Linked DNA regions of Zea mays: regions 1 and 3 are each linked to region 2. A link is a contact called in public Hi-C and HiChIP or PLAC-seq data. All regions are on one chromosome and are shown on one strand. Each heading gives the region's core, a stretch centred on a gene start, on an enhancer-like site or on the middle of the called end of the contact. The rest is flanking DNA. Distances are from core to core; before and after follow the strand shown. Region 1 has its middle 60 kb from the start of LOC118476171. Region 2 holds the start of LOC100281671 (homeodomain protein JUBEL1). Region 3 holds the start of LOC103643968 (STS14 protein).

Evidence for each region. A called contact is a pair of places that touch in the nucleus more often than the background predicts. HiChIP or PLAC-seq counts read pairs in DNA pulled down with a chosen protein or histone mark.
Region 1: a contact with region 2 is called in an H3K4me3 HiChIP or PLAC-seq map of leaf, with 8 times the contacts expected there. The contact joins the enhancer-like site here to the promoter of LOC100281671 in region 2. A contact is called at or near these places in 18 of 25 Hi-C or Micro-C datasets (bundle sheath, ear, leaf and 5 more) and 2 of 3 datasets of contacts at active chromatin or transcription factors (leaf and seedling).
Region 3: a contact with region 2 is called in a Hi-C map of tassel, with 3 times the contacts expected there. The contact joins the promoter of LOC103643968 here to the promoter of LOC100281671 in region 2. A contact is called at or near these places in 5 of 25 Hi-C or Micro-C datasets (bundle sheath, ear, endosperm and 2 more).

The regions. Positions count from the first base shown.
Region 1 is chr1:279,798,997-279,803,405 of Zm-B73-REFERENCE-NAM-5.0, forward strand. No RefSeq gene overlaps it. Among protein-coding and RNA genes, the nearest start is that of LOC118476171, 60 kb to the right of the region's middle. Within about 2 kb of position 1,540, at least 18 of the 20 cell types and tissues checked have an H3K27ac peak or open chromatin away from gene starts, as enhancers often do. A contact at or near this core is called in bundle sheath, ear, leaf and 3 more, where this site is marked.
Region 2 is chr1:279,659,721-279,663,846 of Zm-B73-REFERENCE-NAM-5.0, forward strand. LOC100281671 (homeodomain protein JUBEL1) reads right to left here and starts at 1,328. Exons shown (of 5, transcript NM_001154591.2): 1 at 974-1,328; 2 at 1-698. The coding sequence starts at 644.
Region 3 is chr1:279,867,239-279,871,255 of Zm-B73-REFERENCE-NAM-5.0, forward strand. It overlaps LOC103643968 (STS14 protein), which reads right to left and starts at 1,520. Exons shown (of 1, transcript XM_008667138.4): 1 at 395-1,520. The coding sequence starts at 1,237. The coding sequence ends at 626. It overlaps LOC103643969, which reads right to left. Exons shown (of 5, transcript XR_561404.3): 5 at 3,901-4,017.

The DNA of each region.
Region 1 (4,409 bases), core at 290-2,789, 140 kb after region 2:
ATTCCCATGCGAAATATATGAATATAGGCATGCAAGAGCATGTTACGTGGAAATCAACTAAACTGATTGGTCTAAACCATACAGATCAACACCGAGATATATGGAAGGGTCTTTTTTTTAAAAAAAAAATATCTAGAATAATAGGTGAAATTGTTATTTTGAAATACGATATATTGTTTTAAAAAAACATTTCCATGTTCATTCATGTATTGATGTGTATTAATAAATTAGTTTACACGTGATATAACTCTAGGACTACTCTAGACGTCGTCTGACGTCTGTGAGAAAATAAAACATTTCCAGTAGTATATATATACAGTATCTATGACGTGGACGCCCACACTGATGTCGTTTACATTGCTGCCGAACTTTTAACGGCGACGACGACATCTGACGTCTGTGAGAAAATAAACACAGTGCAATCGAGTGAGTAGCAGAAGGCAGGTGGCCAGGTCCTGATTCCTGAACGGGTGCCGCAGCTCGCAGGCACAATCATGAATCCATAATGACACAGGGGAGGGGTCATCATATCATGCGGGGAAAGAATATTATTACACTGCTGCTGCTGCCGCCGCTATACTCTACTATACTAGGTTTTTTTGAAAAAGGGAGTACAAGTAGCTAGTATGACCTTAGCCAGCCCATCATGCGAGGCTGGGAGAGGGAACTGTAGCGTGTAAAGCAGAGCTGTGAGTAGTCAATTCAATTCCATGGGCGATGGATGGATCGAGTATATATGCATGGTATTGGTAGGGCAGCGGCCGGAGCGTATAGGAGGGAGGCATGCATGCCGCCACCGCAAGAGGGGTGTGTGTGTGTGTGGTGGGGGAGGGCCGGCGGGCGGGACGACGCTGGCAGTGTGGGCAACAGTGTGTGCGGCGCTGATCGATACGACGAACAACCTGTGCACATCTGGAGCTGGTGGCCTGGACCTGGAGCAGGCAGACGACAGGCGGTACCAGATCCCATGCCATGCATCCCGCCCGGCCCAATCACTGTGGTGATTATTTGCAACTGGCGGCCATGCATGGCACCTGCATGCCCAACATCTTTCTCCAGTTAGTCACTTTCTCCGCGCGCCCTTAGAGTCAGTGGCGAGTCCTTTTAAGGCACTATACTATACTACACGACCCACGCCACGCTGCTAGTACTAGTAGGGCTTGTTGCTGAATGGTACGACGCCGCGGCCGGCCCTCCTGGCCATCATGCATATATTTCCTCTTCTGGGTTCTCTCTCTAACTGCGCATGGCACGATAATATCTACTATCCTAACCTACTAGTAATAATATTACACGTACAGGAGAAAACAATTAAGGCTCTCTCTCTCTCTCTGTGTGTTATCTCCCTGTCAGCTGGCTGTCCCTTTCCCTCTCTCCTGCGCCACAGGGGAAAAACGGAGAATACTAAAGATAAGAAAGCGACGTGTGTAGAGAGCGAGCGAGAAAGGGGGGAAGAAGATGGGCGTTGGGAGATGCCCACAACAACGACACCCACACTCTCGCGCAAGCCCCAACCAAGCGGAGGAGGCTAGGAGGGGGAAGAATCGCCGGTGCAACAACTTGCCGCCCGTGGTAGGCCATGCCCGGCAGGCCCATAACCACACTGCAGCTGGTCATAATAAATCAATAAAGCCGACAGCATTTCGCTAGCTGCCGTTGGCATCCGCCGCTACCCGCGCCCACGTACGTGGCCCGCTCTGCCGCCATATATATACCTAGTGTTGCGTGTTAATTTGTGTTCACTGCGTTTGAATAATTTCATCAGGAGAACTCTAGCTAGCTTGCTAGTGTGTATCATGTTGATTATTCGATCGTGTATATATATCCTAGTGTCGTGTATTAAGCTGTGTCAGCACCAGCATGCGGCAGGCCAGTGGTATGTAAGAGAGAATCGAGAAGCTAGCTAGATGGAGTTATTATATAAGGAGGAGAAGTGGATGGAAGCAGAAGCAGAAGCACAACCACAAGCTCCGCTGGGCGTGGCCGGCCAGAGGGGCTTGTCACAGGAGATCTTCTGGTTGTTGGTGTGATTCTGGTTGGTTCATTTACCGGGGGGGACCAGGGGCGGGCGGGCGGGCGCGTAGCTAGCTTGGAGTTGAGGGCATCTGGTCCCAAAGAGATGACGGACAACTGCTTTGAGCTGTGCTTGCAGCTAAAACCCACCACAATACTCTTCCTCCACCATTGCACGGGGACCGCGCGCGCCCCGCCCGGCCCGGCCCGTCCCCTACGTACACCATCACGCGTACAGCAGCCGCCGACCGACCGGGTCCACTCACGAGTACATACATATATACACACGCACCGCACGCACGGTATATATACGCTTATTGCTCGTCGTATATATAATTATATATGCATGTCTTACCGGTGTCTTATCAGCGTGAATACACATACGTATGTAAAATAACGCTGGCTCTGTAGGAACGACCTACGTGCGTACGTGGCATGTGACAAGCCCAGCTGGTGTTCCATATGTTAGTTTCTCATCGCCGGCCGATCAGCCGCTGTGTGGGCTCTTGGGTATAGTGGGCCTGGATTGTAGTAGTAGCATGGGGGCCCTAGCCTGGCGGCTTTTGTGCAGTGCAGCGGCCAGCAGCATCCATCATAGAGATCCCACGCAGGCCCATCCATCTGCTAGTAGCTCTGTGCCCCCCCATGGCCATGAGTGAGAGATAACAAGCTAAGCTATCACGATTATTCACACCTCGGCCACTGCTACTGTGCACGCGAGCGACACGTTAGTATCCGGTGGTGTGGTAAAGAAATTAAATAGTAGGAGCGGCACACCATCTGCTGAGAATAAGTAGGCCGGATTCAAAGCCCGCATATATAATGGTGCATGCGTGGATCGGGTGGCCGTTAAGGGGTTAAATCATTTTTATTTATTTACAAAAGAAAAGAAAAAAAAATGAAACGAGCCTCTGGTAACGGCGGTAGGTGAATTCGTTCTCTCAGTATATAGTCACACGCAGAGGAGGTGAGAGCTCGTCGCTCTTCACAGTTGGAGTACTGTGTACTAGCAAGCAGAGAATCTGCCCGCCCCGCCTGCCGCCGCTACGTACGTAGTATAGAGTGACAAAACGGATGCAGCAGTGGGCGCATACGTACAGGTACATACAGTTGCCTTGCCTGACAGACAGTGGCAGCAGCAGCAGCAGGGGGCTACTGGGTTACGTTCTCGTGGTCTAGTAGGTATCCCTGCTGTGCCTGTGCTGTCCTTCAGTTCCGGCCGCGTACGAGTAGATGGATCACATGCGCGCCACGACAGAAGCCCCGCTGCATCGCATGCCGATTGCCGATGGATGAATCACGAACCGATGATGATCCCTGACCCAGCCAGGACGGCCGCCAAGCGCCCAAGATGCTCACAGCTAGGCTAGGCCACTGCCAATGCGCCCACGGCACCGGGCGTCGGCTTCCGCCCCGGCCGCCGCGCGCGCTGCCGCCGTCTGTCTGAGGAGAGGTCTGAGTCTGACTGACTCCCTGCGAGTTTTTTGAAATAAAGGCGCGCAGCGCAGGTCCCAGGAACACAGGAGGCATGCAGCAGCAGGCAGCCAGGCTAGCCAGCCGCCAGTCTCGGCCGGGCCCCGCGCCGCGCTGCGCAGCCGCCGAGTGATCCAAGGCGCCTGCCTCTGCTGCCCTTCTGCCTGCCACTGACGCGCGCTGCGCCTGTACATGCACGTCGTCGTCGATCTCGGCTGGGGCCTATCTAGCTCCGATCCTGCGATCCATTCATCAGCCACCGCGGGCCACGTACCTACTGCTGCTGTACGTACTGCATATGCTAGCTGGGGCATGCACGCGAAGGGAATGCGCCCTTCCCGAGGGTGCAGAGTGCAGACACGACGAGCTGTCGACGACGGACGGACGCCAGCAGTGGCCTATCTCTGCCGCGCGCGGCGACGACGACGACTGACCGCGGGCCGCCCCGTCCCGCAGCCCGTCGTCGCGGCGCGGGTAGAGAGCTTTTGTTCGGATGTGCTGTCCCATTCGATCAGGCTGCGCGGCCTGCGTCCTGCTGCTGCGTGTTCAGTTGCTCTGATCTTTCACGTACGTACGTACGCACTGCTGGAGACTTGTGCTTGTGCAGAGATCGATGGTGATGTTGATTTGCTACGGGAAGGGGATATGACAGGGGGAGACGAAACGGGATGGAGATCGGTCGTTCAAGGGCCGGAGTGGCCCGGCCGGTCGAACGGTCACTGTCGTGCGCTAGCTGCTCATGCGTGGTCGAGGGAGTAACCGCATATGTATGGCTTGTGAGGAACGCGTGCTGCTTGCTGATCATGTACATTGCTTTCCCCATTGATCACCTCATCGGCGTGTTAATCACTCCAAGTAAAAACACGGTATAATTGTCAGAATAATTGTCTTGGGCGCATGCATGTCAACGTCTTCAGGAAACT
Region 2 (4,126 bases), core at 78-2,577:
TGCTTCGGGGACGACGTTTCACCTAACGACCCCATGTTGGCCCCACCACCGAGGACCAAGCCAGCAGCACGACCCGCCGCGCCGGCCCCGACGAACCAACCGCCGTCGCCGGACAAGCCAGCCACCACCCCTCCGGGCCCCTGCTGCTGCTGCTGCCGTAGCCCCCCGAAGCGGTAGTTGGCGCCCATCTGGCTGGCCAGCAGCTCGGTGGCGGAGGGCCCCGACGGCGGCGCGGGGAAGTTGAACATCTCGGAGAGCATGTTGGAGGCCCCAGCTGCGGCCGCCGCGTGCTCGTACATGGACCCGGGCCCGCCATGCTCGTCGCCCTCGATGGGGAGCAGGCCGTGGCCGCCGCCGGCGGCCGGGTCGAACCCCTGCACCCTCAGCTTGTCGCGGCGGCTCTGCTGCGCCACGTGCTGCTGCTGCTGATGATGGTCCTGGTGGCCGGAGTCGTCCGGGCGGTCGAAGCCATCCGAGGAGTAGCCGTAGACGCCGGCGCTGCCCTGGTGGAATCCCTGCGAGTGGGACATAGAAGCCGCGGTAGCCGCCCTGGTGGCGGCGGCGGCGGAGATCGCTGCGATGTTGATCTTGGTGCGTTGGCTCACGTACGTGGTGGTCTCGTACGGTGGCGCCGCTACGCCCATGCCGGCGGCGCCACTGTCATCATCATCGGCGGGATCCCGGCCACGACCTCCTTCCTGCGAAGCTCATGAGCAGCAGCAGCACCATCGTAATAAGCACCGGCCAGGCGGGGAAAACGAATATAGAATCCAAATTAAGAAGACGATGAACCGAATTGCACTCTCCCAAAGCAAAGAAATCGAAAAATAAAGGAACTCTCCAACTAGCTAGCTTTGCATGTATACGAAGAAACAAAAAAGAACCGATCGATCGACCGGGCAACCAAAGCTGAACGAAGGAACGAAGCATGCAGGATAGTGAGGAGGAGCTAGCTCCCGGCGCTGCTGCTTACCTTAGCCTAAGAGGAACTAGCTACCACATCGTTATCTGGGTGCGGGAGTAGTGAAAGGCCTGCCTCCGAGTCCAGCCGCTCCTCTCCATCTCTGTCTCTCTCTCCTTGTCTCCCGAAATTTCTTTATCCCTCAATCCCTCTCCTCCCTCCTGTGCTGCGTGCGTGTGACTAACTATATATTTTTTTTGCCCCCTCCCCTCCTTGTCCGGTCGGGTCGGGCGGCGGCCGAGCACGCAGACGCAGCCTTGTGCGATCGATCGCCTTCCGATTCCGAGAGAGGGGGACGGCGAGGAGCGCGACGACGCGCAAAGGGGAGGGCGAGGCAAGCAGCTGGCTCTAGCTAGGCTATAGTAGTAGCGCGTAGGGCGGGTGGCCGGTTGGTATATAAAAAAACCGAGCTCCTTTTCCCCTCCCTAGCTCTCCTCCTGCCGCCGTGACTGCTGCTGCAGATATTGGAGTTGGACGGGGGCGTGCTCAGTCCAGAGGGGGGGAGGAGGAAAGGAAGACGTCGCTGTCCCTGGCCTCGCTAGCTCTCCCTCTCCATTCCTCCTTTGGGGATCCCTCTTTTTTCTTTTATGCCCTCGCTTGTACCGCGTTTAATAATCGGGCGTCGTTGTTGTGTTGTGGTTAAGTTATTGTTGCTGGTGCTGGTGATGTCGTACGCTTGTTTTCATTTGTCCCCCCCACCCATCCACTCTAGCTCTCTCTCTCCTTTTCATGGCTCTTTTGTTTTCTATCCTCGAATGACTTTACAGCTGATTTTTAGCAAGAGACTAGCTGCAGCTAGCCGCTATATATGGGTACTTCTCAACATGCAACAATTCGAGCGAGCGCCTAGCTAGTACATGTACACACACCGTACCGGCAGCCGACCAACTATCTCGCTCCCCTCGCTCGCTGTGCGAGCTAGATACAAGGTGGAATGGAAGATGATGTTGATCATGTCGAGTATTATCCAGCAGGGAGGCAGAGGGGAGGAAAAAAACAGATGGAAAGCAAGTAAAGGGGGCAGGGTCGTCTGATGGGAAAAGAAAGCGATGAGGAGGCGTCCCTCTCTGCGTCTTTCCATCTTTTCTTTTTCATTTCGAAATTGACCAGCACTCGGGGACGCCCCTGCAGCCGAGGCGCGCGAGGAGGAAATAATCCACCCCGGCAGATCAAATTATCTTTTTTTTATGCAAAAAATATATAAAAAAGATAAGCAAAACTTTCCGTGTGCTATGCTAGCTAGCTCCTCCGATCCAACCAACGCCATATGTTTACGTCCTCGCCTTTATTGCGAAACCGAGAAAATGATAAAAAAAAATCTCGGCCCGGCCGGTGGTGGGTGCGACGAATCTCCTATGCTTTATTTTTTTCCCCGCCTGCTTTCTGATGAAACATTTAATTAAATGGAGAAAGGAAAACGAAAGCGGGATTGCTGTTGCGCTTGCGCCGCTGCAGATTCGTCTCAACCACGCGGGCGCGCGTGCGGCTGTGGTGTGCGAGAGCGTCGCTAAGGGTCTGTTTGGTTGGGCTGTGGCTGTGAAAAAAGTTGCTGTGGGCTGTGAGCTGTGGAAAAAGCTGCTGTAGGCTGTAAGTTGTTAAAAAGCTAAAAACCGTTTGATGGAAACCACTAAAAGTCGTTAAAAATTCTTCGATATATGTTTTCATAGTTCCATCCGAAAAGCCACTAAAAGCAGGTCCAGAGGTGCTTTCAGATTTGCACTACGAGAAAGTCGGCTTTTAGAAAAAGCTGCTTCCTGGATCCAGCCCTTTGGTTGGCTTTTGGTTTTTAGAGAAACAAAAGCCAAAGCCAAAAGTCAAACCAAACACACCCTAAACCTGACGACGCTACTACTGCGCGCGTGTGTGCTGTGCAGGCCTAATCAATCCGTCCCCAACCGCTAATAATCCAACCGGCCGGCTTCGCCCTTTTTTATTAATTTTTTCCTTGCTGATGATCCTGGCCGTACGTTGACCTGCTCGGCGTTCGGCACGTCCAGGCCCTTTTTCTAGGCTTTCTTGCTGTAGCGTTTAGCGCGCAGTGATGGTGGGGTTTTAAGAGAGGCGGTTGAGGGGATAGATAGCTCGGTGCATGCGTCGCGCGCGTTTCTCCGGCCATGCGGGCAGTCTGCATGGTCGTCTTGACTTTTCTGTCTAATCCGCCTGAGCTAGCGGGGTCGGAAGAGAGACAGATGATGAGGAGGAGAGGATGAGGCCGGCGCCGGTGATCGAGCTAGCCTCAGCCGCGGCGCCGCACCACCGTACAGGATCGGAGTACAGACGCGCCAGAGAGCTAGCTCTTGTTAGCTTCGAGCGTGCTAGCTGTACGTGCGAGTGACGCTCTTTTTTTTTGGGGGGGTTAAATTCGGTCGTCTCCATCTTTATCGTCGGCGAGCCGGGGCCGTCGGACGGGGATCGGGCGGTGGGCGGAGCGGTGGTCCAGGCGCGCGATAGCGGCCACGGGCGGGGCTTGTCGGCCGCTGGGAGCGGAGCGGTGCGGAGGGGAGGGGGATTGCCGTCTCGATCAATTATTGGGCCCTTGTGATTTGGACTCGGCACCAACTCAATCCTAGTCTCACACAGTGATCATGTGTTATCTAACTGTGGGCCCCCCGCGCGCGGGAAAAAAAAGGTGCTTGGCTTCAGGCTATACGTACGTACCGACAGCACTCGAGAGCAAGCCATTCATGAACTACTCTCCTCCGAATCGGCGTACTATCATTTCCAAGTCTTAAACGACCATATATTTATTATTCTGCCATGCAATTCTTCTTCTTAGACTTCCGTTTGGTTTTTTTATTCAACGACTAAAGTTTAATTAAGAGATTAAGACCCCGTTTGATTCTTTTAGTTCAACGACTAAAATTTAGTTAGAAGGCTAAAGTTTAGTCTCTACCCTATTTTGATTCCAGAACTAAAACTATTTAAAACAAATTAAATAAATCATAAGAGGATTCAAATACCCCTTGGCAATTGGTGCTCCGCTTCTGGCTCCTCTTGGACGCTCCCCGTCGTCTTCACTATCGAGCTTCTAGCCAAAATGTCGTAGGCCTCGTTCCCTTTGGTACATGGTGGCGGTCGTGTCACAAACGCGGTTGACAAGGTCTCGCAAGACTTTTGTCCCACTTGGTACAATATTACAATGGCTCGCGCAAGTGCCGAGGGGTT
Region 3 (4,017 bases), core at 270-2,769, 210 kb after region 2:
TCCTTACTCCGAAAATATAAATGTAATCTATAATTTAATACTGAAAAAAAACGATGGAAATAAGCACTGTTTTACATGATATATTTGATGTTCGTATTTACATTCTCCAAATTACTGTTTTATTTACTATCGTCCTTATTAATTGCCGTCACACCTTCATTGTGTTGCTTTTTTTTTGATACACGAACCCGAAGGAGTCAAACATTCCAACAGCCGCAGCAAAAAAAAAAAAAAAAAAAAAAAAAAAAACCAGCGAACATCGTCAGAGCTCTTAGCTAAATACTCTTTCTAGCAAATCCCATGTGGTGTACTATACATTTTTTCTAAAAAGTTTAAGTACTATATGCGATGAATCAAGATTCAAGAGAGCCAACACGCATCCACAGGCCACAGAAGAGTCCACGAGGATGAAGCATCACATCACAGCTCACAGGCGTTTTACCCGGCAACAAAAGCTGATACACCAAACCAAAGCAGTTGTCAACAACACCAAGAACACCACCGGATCACACCACAAAACAGCCTTTCCGTGACCGAACTAGAGAAGACTGATGAACCTACGTACTCCGCTGCCGCCGGCGGCGGCAGTTGGGCTCCGTCGCTACGACCTGATGACCTCAGCTAGCTAGTAGGGGCTCTGGCCCTGCACGTTGCCGTGCGGGTTGTACAGGCAGAGCGTGAGCGTGGCGCCCGTGGCGCAGCTGGCCTGCGCGCACCCGACCTCGGCGGTGTTGCGCCACACCACCTGCGTGTACGTGCCGCACTGCCGCCCCGCGGCGCACGTGTTGTTGGCGTGGGTGTAGTACCGCCCCTCCGCCACCCACAGCGCCACCACCTCGGCGGGGCGCGCGCGGTAGCTCGCCCACCCCTGGTTCGCGCCGTAGGGGCTGGCCCCCACGTCCGCGAACGCGCACCCGCCCTGCCGCCGCTGCTGCGCCACCGTCCCCGCGGCCGCCGAAGCCAGGCCCGCGTTCCACCGCAGCGGGGCCACGCCCACCGCCGCGCGCGCCTGGTTGTGCGGCGCCAGGTACTCGTCCGCCGTCGCGTTGCTGCCGCTGCCGGTGCCACCCTGCTGCGCCTTGGTCACCGCGCCCGCGCCGCCCGGCATGAGGACGCGCGCGCCGTGGGTCGGCGCCGGCGCGGCGCAGAGCGCGAGGAGGGTGGCGAGGAGCAAGCACGCCGTGGCCATGGGCGCGGGGAGCAGGAGGAGGTGGTGGTGGCTGCGCGAGTGCGCCATTGAGATCTGGAGTTGGTGATCTGAGTAAATGGCTCAGTGAATGAGCGTCGAGTGCGTGCGAGTGTGCGCGCGGGACTGTTCGATGCGTTGTCGATAGCGAGTTAAGAAGAGAGCCCGGCAGATGGCGACGGCAGACCGCGGCCGCGTGCAGCGCGGCCGATAGCATTGTACTTGGTGCCGGCTCCGGCTGCCCCGTTGGCTCCGATCCATCCATCGATCTCGCAACTTGCACTGGCACGCGGGACCTGGCGAGATCCAGGGGTTGTTGGCGCGTGTCAGTGCCGATCTCCATGGCTCGTTGCCTCGTCTCGTGGATGCGATTTTCCTGTCCCTGAAGAGATCCGGATGGACACAGTTTTTGTTGTGAAGTTTGGACGTATCTTTTTCGTTTTTTTATAAAAAAAAATGAAGAAGGTACAAATTTGGACACAGGTGGGAGTCTGAGACGCCGCGGCCGCGCAAGCGTGACTGCGTGAGGCCGGCCGTCAGGGATGGGAATGGGCCGACTCCTGTGACCTTAGGTTAATTTTATGGATCATGCGTCGATTAGTTTCACTGAGCTAATGGATAGTGTAGATCGGTATTAGTAATATTTTTTATGCTATTATGGTATATGAATACTAGCAACGCTTTCAGAAAAGATTAGATAACGGATTGCTATCCACTTTTTAATGCTAGACTCCGTTTCAAGACTTACTGGGTTCGGTTGCAGCATAGACACGTTTACTATTATTCTTTCGTCTACTATGGCTTGTTCGGTTACACTAATCTAGAAAAGTATTAAATCGTCTCCTGGTCACTAGAAATAGATTTAATTCCCTCCCATCTCCTTCTAAATTGACGTAACCGAAGTAGACTTAGACCACGTTGTTTCGTTGGAATTTAATTTCATTTTAATAATTATAATTTAGATAAAACTAATTAAGTTAATATACTTGTATTTTATTCTAAATCATATGAAAAAAGATAGTTATACATTACATTTATGTTATAGAGAAGCAAGTAGAAGATTAGAAAAGTGTGTTATAAGTTGTACCTTAGAAAAGTAGCATGTAAATCTATAGAATCAATTTTCATCTCCTACCCTATAAATTTGAGATAAGCTTATATATAAAGTTTGAAAAGTTATTGAATGTCATGTTCTAAAAAATAGCCTACTCCATTTCCAATTCCTCGAAAATGAACGTAAACAAACGGGCCTTAAAGAATTCCTAAGACCGTTTCTAACAAAATCGTGAGCCATGGACATTAAGGGATTGTTTGACAGAGCTTCACTCTATGATTCTATAGCTTCAAGTGTTGATTCTCTAATAGATTGATTCCGAGTGATTCTCTAGCAGAAGTGAATCTATTTGACGAAAATCGTTTGGCAAATAAGTTGTGCAGTGATTCCTGAGAGGTTAGAGAGTAGGGTGCAGTTTGGGAGCGGTGAGAAACAAGTTTTTTTTGTCTCACACTTTATAGTACAAAATAGAGACTGAATTCAATCCACTTCCACCATAGAGTAATTCAGATTTTTTTACTAATTAATTCTGCAGAAGTGATTCTCGCTAGGAGCGAAGCTATGTCAAACACCCGTAATAAGTTCCAGGCCTAGCCTCGAACCGCTGGACCAGCGGTCTTCATGAATCCCATCCCATCAGCCACCAGAACGTTATCGTCAAGTCCACTGAATAGGAATGAGTCTTTTTTTTTCTCCCGTTTATTTACAGGTCTCAAAATAATAACATGAACTAAAGCCATGATACATCGTGTGTTTTCTTTATCTGAAAGTAGAATTTGTGGCTTTCAGCTTACTTATCTTCTGATGATTTATGTTCGTTGGTAAAATCTTCCATCAGGCAGTGGAGAAACCAGCATACGGTGTTCCTTTAATATACAGCTTTCTTGCATTCTAATACAATTTCGTTGGTGAAGACATCACTGTTCCCTGTCGTGCAGGTAAAGCCCGAGCTGTGATATATAGCCACGTTCCGTACCAGCGTGCGTCCCATCAGGCACTGGTTCTGACTTGGACAGATTTTAGCGTAAAACGTGAACAAAAAGAGCGTAAATGATTACGAATTTTAGCGTAAATCGTAGATCTGTTTTGAAACGTCGAATGCGGCCCGAAAATTACGGTGTAAAAATCTCGCGCGTCCCATCGTGATCGGGTTCTGACTCGGACAAATTTTAGCGTAAAACATGAATCAAAATAGCGTAAATGAGTACGAAATTTAGTGTAAATCGTATATCTGTTTCGTAACCGTAAATGGGTCCCGAAATTACGGCGTAATAATCGCGTGCGTCCGATCGTGCGCGGGTTTTGGCTCAAATAGATTTTAGCGTAAAACGTGAGCTAAAATAGCGTAAATGAGTACATAATTTAGCGTAAATCATATACATGTTTCGTAACAGCAAATAAGGCTTGAATTACGGCGTAAAAATCGCGTGCGGCCGATTGAGCACGGGTTCTGGCTCGAATGGATTTCAGCGTAAATCGTGAACCAAAACAACGTAAATGAGTATAAATTTTAACGTAAATCGTCCATCTGTTTCATAATAACGAATGTAGACCGAATGTATCTCTCAGCGCATGAGATTGTCATAAAACGCATCAATAAATTTCATAAATTGGTGTAAGATACAAGTGATCTGAGATAATTGTAGCGTAAAATGCAAGATAACCATCTACAGGAGAACTGTTTCAGATTTTGCAATAAGATATAAGAGATAATTATTCCTGTACTCAACTATGATAATGTCGTGTTTACATTTTAGCTGTTGGTACATACACACAA